2 separate regions of the Mus musculus genome follow, and region 1 is linked to region 2. Evidence: chromatin contacts called from public HiChIP or PLAC-seq data. All regions are on one chromosome and are shown on one strand. The core of a region is the stretch at or near the end of the contact, and the rest is flanking DNA. Distances in the headings are between cores, read along the strand shown.

The links. HiChIP or PLAC-seq counts read pairs in DNA pulled down with a chosen protein or histone mark.
Region 1: a contact with region 2 is called in an H3K4me3 HiChIP or PLAC-seq map of the SCID.adh cell line, with 39 read pairs. The contact joins the promoter of Ccn4 here to the enhancer-like site in region 2. A contact is called at or near these places in 9 of 39 promoter capture datasets (the 3T3-L1 cell line, the C10 cell line, the HPC-7 cell line and 5 more), 3 of 15 datasets of contacts at CTCF or cohesin (CD8 T cells, the NIH/3T3 cell line and pro-B cells), 38 of 484 Hi-C or Micro-C datasets (the 63-12 cell line, the AML12 cell line, B cells and 25 more), 14 of 115 datasets of contacts at active chromatin or transcription factors (CD8 T cells, DN3 thymocytes, the SCID.adh cell line and 10 more) and 4 of 9 other capture datasets (adipose tissue, liver, macrophages and 1 more).

Annotation. Positions count from the first base shown.
Region 1 is chr15:66,889,020-66,893,056 of GRCm38.p6, forward strand. It overlaps Ccn4 (cellular communication network factor 4), which reads left to right and starts at 2,350. Exons shown (of 5, transcript NM_018865.3): 1 at 2,350-2,615. The coding sequence starts at 2,547. Gm46514 (a long non-coding RNA gene) reads right to left here and starts at 2,312. Exons shown (of 3, transcript XR_001781648.2): 1 at 2,241-2,312.
Region 2 is chr15:66,795,080-66,799,120 of GRCm38.p6, forward strand. The region is part of intron 41 of Tg (thyroglobulin); the gene reads left to right. The region is part of intron 3 of Sla (src-like adaptor); the gene reads right to left. Among named protein-coding and RNA genes, the nearest start is that of Sla, 35 kb to the right of the region's middle. Within about 2 kb of position 1,897, at least 65 of the 459 cell types and tissues checked have an H3K27ac peak or open chromatin away from gene starts, as enhancers often do. A contact at or near this core is called in the 63-12 cell line, the C2C12 cell line, CD8 T cells and 10 more, where this site is marked.

The DNA of each region.
Region 1 (4,037 bases), core at 1,100-3,599, 94 kb after region 2:
CAGGTACGGAGATAGCCAGAGAATGAGTCCTCAGTCCCACATCCTGAGTGACTCCTAAAAGCTAAGAGTCTATCTGGGTCTGCTTTGGGGAATTGAAGGTATTCCCGCGCCTCTCACTAAAGGAGCCAGATGGAGTTAAGACTTGAAAGTCACACATGACAGATATGAGGCAGCTGTCAGGAGCCATATTTTAGGAAGAAGTGGCTGAAGTAGAGATCAAAGAAGGCTATGGCACCTGCCCTCAACATGGGTCAAAGCCCCACTTATACCATGAGAATTTATACTCAGAATTTATGCTGTTTACTCTAAGATGCTTGTTAGACTTCTGTTCTCTGAGCCTCAATTTCCCCAAAGATAGATCGTTTAAGTGTTTGTTTGTTTTTAAAGAACAACTGTTGAGAAGTTGCCAGAGACATGTGCCTGCCAGTCACCCCAGCTGAAGGGTACGTGTCTATGCCTGCTTTCTGCCAAGTGGCCGTAAATGATTCACTGGTCCCAGTATTTGGGGAAACTTCTTTAATGTTACCTGCTAGCATGCTGGCTTTGCCATGTTCCAGCTACAGAACCAATTGAAGAGTTAATGAGCAGAAAAAAACGACAAGCTGTTGAGGTGGTTAGTCTCCTGGTTCCACATCCCTGCCTGGTTTTGCATTTTGCATATATAATTCCCTTAGGTACTCAAACATCAGTTAATATGGATTGGCTCCAAAGAACAAAATATCCAAATAGCTATGACTAAGGCCATGAGTTGCTGATTCATTTCATATTTGGTTCAATAAGAAGATAAACTCCCAGGAACCCAGATCTTTTCATCAGTCTCAGGGGCTTGTTCTTATACCAAAATGGCTGCTTCAGTTCCAGCCATCACATGAATCTCTCTCTCTCTCTCTCTCTCTCTCTCTCTCTCTCTCTCTCTCTACCTCTCTCTCTCTCTCTCTCCCTCCCTCCCCCTCCCCCTCTCCCTCTCCCTCTTCCTCTCCCCCTCGCCCCTCTCTCTCTCAAGAAATGAGGTCCCCAAACAGCCTCAATTCATGTGGATCCCCTAGATCTCTCAGTTACTGGACCACCAACCAGGCAGCATGCACCAGCTGATATGAAGCCCCCAACAAATATAAAGCAGAGGACTGCTGGGTCTGGATTTAATCAGAGAAGATGCAACTAACCCCTCAAGAGACTGGAGGCCCCAGGGAATTTAGAGGTCTGGTGGAGTGGGGGTAGGGGGTGGAGACATCCTCATGGAGATGGGGGGGGGCAGGAAGGAGGTATGGGATGTGTGGTAGTCAGAGGGTGGACCGAGAGGGGAATAAAATGATTTCAGTGGGTACAGCCACTGCAGCTCCAAACAGACAGCATCCCCCAAACAAGCAGCAACACTGAGCTACCAGGAAACACGAGAGGGGAGTGGTTTGTGCACAGAAGGAAAACTTCATACTTGGTAGGGGACAGGCAGCAGTGAGCAGGTGCCATGGAGTCTGGACGAAGAGAAGAACATAGGACAGGCACTGGCTGGCAGTACCTAGGAGATGACCTTCATTGTCCATAATGCCAGGCTGAGAACCACTCTGGTTTTTCTGAGATGCAGGAACAGGAGAGCAAGGGAACAGGGGAATCTGAGACAGGAGACTGAACAGCACCCTTGAGAAGATGCAGAGGCTATAGATCTGGGTCCTCAAAAGATTCCTCCCCATCCCCCAAACCCCCCAACTCCCACCCCCACACACCCCCACCCTGCCATCTCTTTGTTATGCAAACTTGAGATTTCTTTGACTAGGGTCTGGAAAGAACCAAGGCCAGGAGTTCTGTCCTTCCAAGAATAAAAAATATTCAAAGACACTGAAGACAGGCTAATGGACTGAGGATCCCTGGCAGAGCAGCCTGGCTGGGAGAGGAACTGAACCAGTGGGTATGGCCTTGAGGAGCAGGGCAGACCCTGCTGACAGATCGCACCTCCAGGCGTGTCAGTGATAAATTCTTGTCATTTCTGGCTGGAATAAGAACCTTTTTTGCTTGCCTCTGACTCAGAGGTGGGGAGACAGTGAAGAAAGGCTAGCACAGGGAAGAGCTAAGTGAGATGCAAGTCCTCCCACCCCACCCCCATCCCCAGAGCCCTCTCAAAGTCCTCACAATGCCTCTACCTTCCCTACCTCCAGCCCGCACCCTTCTGTTTCCTCCCTCCTGTCCGGAGAGCCTGAGCCCTCCTAGAGCGTGGAGGATGCTGGGTGAGAATTCATTCACCTTACCCTGTGGAGTCTGGGACTTTCCCTTTAAGAGCTGTCAGAGCGGGGAGGCTGGCCAAGCTGGGCTGGAGGTGGGGACAGAGGAAAGAAAAAGAGAGAGGGGGAGAGTAGCAGAAAAAGTTTTTTTAGAGGAAAATGCAGGGCTAGTCTGTTGGCCTGACGTCAGATGTCGCTTTGACAAACGCCCCCGGGGGCTGAGGAAGGCTCTCCGCTGCTCTGATGGGCCAGCCCAGTCCTGGCCCAGCTCCCTGGAGAGGCATCCGCATCCTCTGGGCTGAGCCGTAGCTCCTGTGACGCTGACTTCCAGGCATGAGGTGGCTCCTGCCCTGGACGCTGGCAGCCGTGGCAGTCCTGAGGGTGGGCAACATCCTGGCCACGGTGAGTCCTGCTTAGAAGGGATCAGTGAGGGGACCTGATCCCTTCCTGCCTGGTTCTGAGGCCCGAGGGACTGGGGGGTCAAGACAAGGTGGGTTGGAATAATGAACAGCGGGAGGAGAGAGATTCTTGAGTCTGAAGAAGGTGGTGGAGTGGGGCAGAAGGCGCATCCCTTGAGAGAGACACCCTGTTTCCTATATTCACAGACAATATACAACAAAATAAGGGCCTGGGGATCTGCACCCTGGACTGGCCCTGTGATCTTGGGTGGGTCACTCACGAATTCAAAGCAGCATAAAATGAGGGGTTGCTAAGAACATCCAGAGCCTACCAGTTTAAAAACTCCAGGACTCGGAGCATCTGAGGTCCCCCAAAGAGAGGTGCTAAGAAACCCCAGGACAAGATGTGAAGGAGCACGCCAGCTTTTAGCAAATCTCCACCAAGCAAGCAAGGTTTGGGTTTACCACCATGAGCACCTTGTGACCCTCCATGGTCTGTTCCTGTCCTGCCATTTCCAGAAGGCATCTGGGTCCTGGAGAGAGGGACATCAGTTTGCACCTTCCAGAGACAGGGAAGGAGACACGTGGCAAAGCAGGGAAGCCTGCTGGAGCAAAGCCGGGGGTGGCTGGGCAAGAGGGCAAGCTGCTAGGGGCAGTGAGTGATGTGGGCAGCTGAACAGAAGGGAGGCAGCTTCCAGCAGCAGGGTGAGCTGCTGGGCAGCTGCTGAGTCTGAGGTTGCCACATGAGGGCCAAAGACAAAGGCTGACACTGACACTGAGTTATACCAAGAACTTCTTTGGGGTGCTAACATGCGTATTCCAGGAGACTTGGAGTTACGGTACAGCAATCTGCCTGTGAGCACAGGAACTCAGTCCATTTCCACTGAAGCTCAGAACTAGACATGTCTGGGACTGGGTAACAGGCACCTTGAGGTGTTACGTGGAGACAATGAACATGTGCAATTTGTACCCAAGTCCTCTAGCCTGTGCACGATGCTTGTTCATGATAGCATCTAACCCTACGACAAGAAAGATTACCAGCTCTATTCACAAAGGATGACCAGAAGCAAATGAATGGCCCAGGGTCGGAATGAGCAAGTGGCCTGGGTCACACTGGCATCTCTTGTGGCACACTTTCAGCACTCAGCCGTCCCAACGTTCCCTAAGCCTAGAGTCCAGGAAGTTAAGCAAGCAGGCCTGCCTCTGCCTTGGGACTGGTTGTGACTGGGTACAAGCCTACAGGTGGCTGGGCCTGGGAGGGCAGGGTGTGGATGGAGAATTGGTGACAGGGGAGCCAGCATCAGAGTGAGGGCACAAGAGGGGAAATTCAAGGCGAGTCTTGCACTGGAGCCAGAGTCTTGCACTTGAGCCTGCTGCTGGAACAGCCAGGACTGAGGGATGGTGGGGAACAGAGTCAGGGCTTTTT
Region 2 (4,041 bases), core at 647-3,146:
CTGCCTCCCCTTAATATGAGCTCATGTATGTATGTATGTATGTATGTATGTATGAGATTTTAACGACATTTGCACTGGGAAGTGTGCTCTTCGGTTCATGTGAGTCCAGTTGGCTAAAGAGATGCAATGATAAGATGCAAATCTCCTTCCTAATGCCTAGCAACATTTGCTCCCATTCTTAGTGATTTTCCATAACCCATATGTGTTGATGCAGATTAGTATTAGGGTACGTTTGAGGGAAACAGCACACTTACAAAGCAGCAAAGATAGTTACTACTGTACCGGTTGGCTGGGCATCAGAACCCTTTCTTCTGGATTACATCTTATACTTACTCATTTAGTGACTCCTCATTGGGGCCCAACCCTGAGCCCAGCAGCAATGAGTAAGCCTACCTCTTCCTCCTTTACCGAAGGCTACATTCTAGGTCCTATGATCATAAGAGCCATTGCGTATGCCTTGGCTTCAGAAAGTTCAGTAGAACCCTGGTACTTAGCTGTGCAGGCTGGCTCCCTAGCAAGCCACTTTCTGTGGTGTAGTGACCTGTACTGATAACTCCAGCTCTGACTTCTCACAGTCTAAAAGTCCTACAGGCCAACTTTTAAATCTTTTGTGCAGTCTGAGCTGAGAGAGATCAGGAGTCAGCTAAGTGCTGATTGGTGAATGAAGCAGAAATCAGTTATCACCATGGAATAGCACACGCAAATGTGTTGTTCATTTTGGGAAACTGAGTCATGAGCAATAAACGATGTAAATGTTTACAAGAGGAAACCAAAAGTAAGTGTTCTAATGAGTCATTGGAAAGGAATACAGGTTCCCAAGAAACAGCTGGGTCAGAACAGAGAGGTTAGCTCTGTAAGACTGCTGGCCTGAGCCAGTGACTGAATGATTCTAACACTGCCCTAACAAAACTTTTCAAAAAGAGGCTCTTCTCTTTGTGGCCCAGATACAACCCCACAAATGAGAAGCAGCACTCAAGTTGGATTAGGTTTGAAGAAAGAAGTTCTGAGTTCTGATAAGGGTAGAGCCAGCCTCTGGGGCAGGAACCTTAAGCAATCTTGGAGGTTACCATAAGTAAAAGTACCAATGCAGAGTGAGGTACAGGTCAACAGGGAAGGCCAGGCCATCAAGGAGCCCAAGATAAATCTTCCCTGAAAGTCTACCCAGCTGCTGGGGCTGCCATTCAAGAGTCTGGGTGCCTGAGGGTATGCCGCCTTTCATGCCCACCCAAACTAAGAACTTCCTATTCTGTAACCATGATGGGCAGGGGATGCTCCTGATACAGAAACACATGGTTCCTGGCCTGATGTACCTACCCAACTAGGAAACAGCCGCTTACTCCCTCAGCTCCCTCAGCTGAGAGCGACAGGTCTTTCCCAGACCTAGGAGCCTCAGCATGAGCTGTCCCTCTGCCTAGTCACACTGGATCTCTCCTCACCTCTGCTACCCTCAGCAACTCCAGCCTCTGGAAGAGACTCTGTGCTTTGCTAGCCTTTACTTGAAGTTTTCCTTTGAAGCAGTGTCTGAAAGTTGCCCTGGCACATCCATATGACTGTCAGAGGATGCCCTTACCTGGCTGTGAGCCCCTAGAAAACTGAGCACGGGGGGTATTCAGTGTCAGGCAGCCCTGGGCACAGCCTGGAGCTTGCCAGACACTCTAGGCATATGTGTGGGAAACAAAATGGAGCTGACTCTATGTTAGGGTTCTCTGTGCTGTCCCCAGAGAATTCCAGGCAGAGAAAAACTGATTGGTGTATCCCCATATGAAAAACTGTTAAAATGACTCCTAAAATACAATATCTATGACAAGAATAGACCCTTTAATTAGAGCCTGTGCTCACCATGGTGTTCGTGGCTTGATGTGGTCACATTGTACACTCCAGATTAAAACTGTGAAACATTACAAAGCCACCGTTTATAGTGTAAGAACAAAAGGAAACAGAAATAAAGAAAACACAAAAGTCCATTGTGCATGCAGGCATTCCAGGGGAAAAAAACAGAGGGATTCTGGGGGCTACAGATTCACAGTTGCAGAGGCAGATTCTCATGGAGCTTTTTTAACAGCCATGTTTTCACAGTTATGACAGTGAACTCTCGCCGGGACAGCCTTGTACTTGGTTTTCTGCCAAAGGGTTTCAGGAACATTAAATGTGTTCCTTCTCCTTATCACCAAAGGACAAACCAATAGAAGACACAGAGCCTGGCTTAAACCTCCAGGGAACATCAGTGTGGCCATAGTGAGCAAATTTGGCTTTAGGGCCCCACTGTCTTCCCTGAACTCTGATCTCTACAGGGAAATAAATATCTGAGGTGGGATTACAGGTTTTCTTCTCAGAGACATCTTCAAGCCTTCTCAGAGCCATGGGTTTATAAAAAATTGCATGTGTGGTTTTTTTATTTATTTAAAAAGAGACTAAACTTTTTGACAAACTGTATGGCAGACATTTTGACAAACGTTTAAGCTACCTGTTTAGGCAGACTTATACATGTAGCATGTAATGTGGAAGCAAAATGAGAGGATGGTACAAACCCATTAGGACTTTACCTTGTATACAAAGTAGAATTTCATTCCTTTTTCAGAAATCTAAACATTTAGATACTGCCATATAATGAACGAGGCAGGAAAGAGGCTAAGGAAGGAGGGCCATGGTCAGTAATGAGAGTCACAGAGTACATCTGTGCTGGCCATGAGGAACTCAGAGCATTTGAAATCAGCTGGGCTGACCCACACACCACCACTTTAGAGATCTGTGATTTGAAGCAAGGCTTCTTTTAACTAACTAGAGCTTGGCTCATTCACATATTAAAACAGAATATATCAAAATCTGCCTTGTGGTGGATTATGTGGACTTCATGACTCAAAGGAACATTCCCACAGAGGATAAGCACACTCTTTCCCAATCAAGACCAGCTCCAGCTGGACCATCTCAGTGTTACTGACACAAAGGAGAGGCAATGTGAGGCTTTCTTACTACCTTTGGCCCATCTAAATACAAACTCCACTTGGTAAGAGGAGAAAAGGAAAATCCAAATATTTGCTGATACCTGGGGAATGAGTAGGGATGGAGAAGTGAATATACAAATGTATCATGTAAGGACAGGAACCCAGACAGAGGTTACTGGCCACATGTTACCTAGCTCGAAGAGCAGGCCTTTGTGGCCTGTTTTTTCTTTAGCATGCCACAGCCACTTCATTTCTAAAGTTAGCACCTGCTCAGTAGCCCCATTGGTGTCTGTAGTAGAAACTGTACCCATCCCTTCTTTCTCATATTCTCCCCAGCCCTGTGGGTCACCCATTCTTACTTGGGGGATAGAATGAGCAAAGCTGGAGAGTTGATGGCATGTCCACAGAACAGCATGAGACTACAGGCCTATGGTCACTTCATTTAGCTCTTTTTGCACCTTGGGTCTAGGCTCTCCTCAATCAACAATCCATCCCCCACAGATAAAGACCAGATAGATCCAAGTGAGCATTCAGAGCTCATGCAGGCAACACCTGTGGCTAGTGGGTGCAGGGCTAAATGGCTGCATTATTTCAACTTCTGCTTTCATCCTGTTTTGACTCATATCCAAACACATTGCCTCTGAAAGGTCACCTTTAGGCCTGACTTTCAGTAAGTTTATCAGTAAGCAAAGCAGCACATATGAACATAGCCAACCAGATGGAGCTGCAGGCTGGCTTGGAGGAAGGCCTACGAAGTTCTGCTGATGCATGGAAGCCAGGTCTGTGGGTCCTACCATCTACAGGTATGGATTTGATAGGTTACCTACTTGTATTTTATATTCTTTAAGGGTAAAATGACTCAGAAGTCAAATATCCTTCCACTTAAAGCCACCCCATGCTCCAGGAATGGGTTAGTGATATAGAAATGAGGACCTAAGCTAAGATCTGACTGGTACTTCATTTATAAGTTCTTGCAATGGCCCAAGAGTTTTTGTGTCATTGAATCTGTTAACTGGGCATAATTCCTTACTCCTGGCATATCCTCTCTCTGAGCACAGTCTACCCTGGGATTATGATGGAGTTCTTTTGTTTTTGTTTT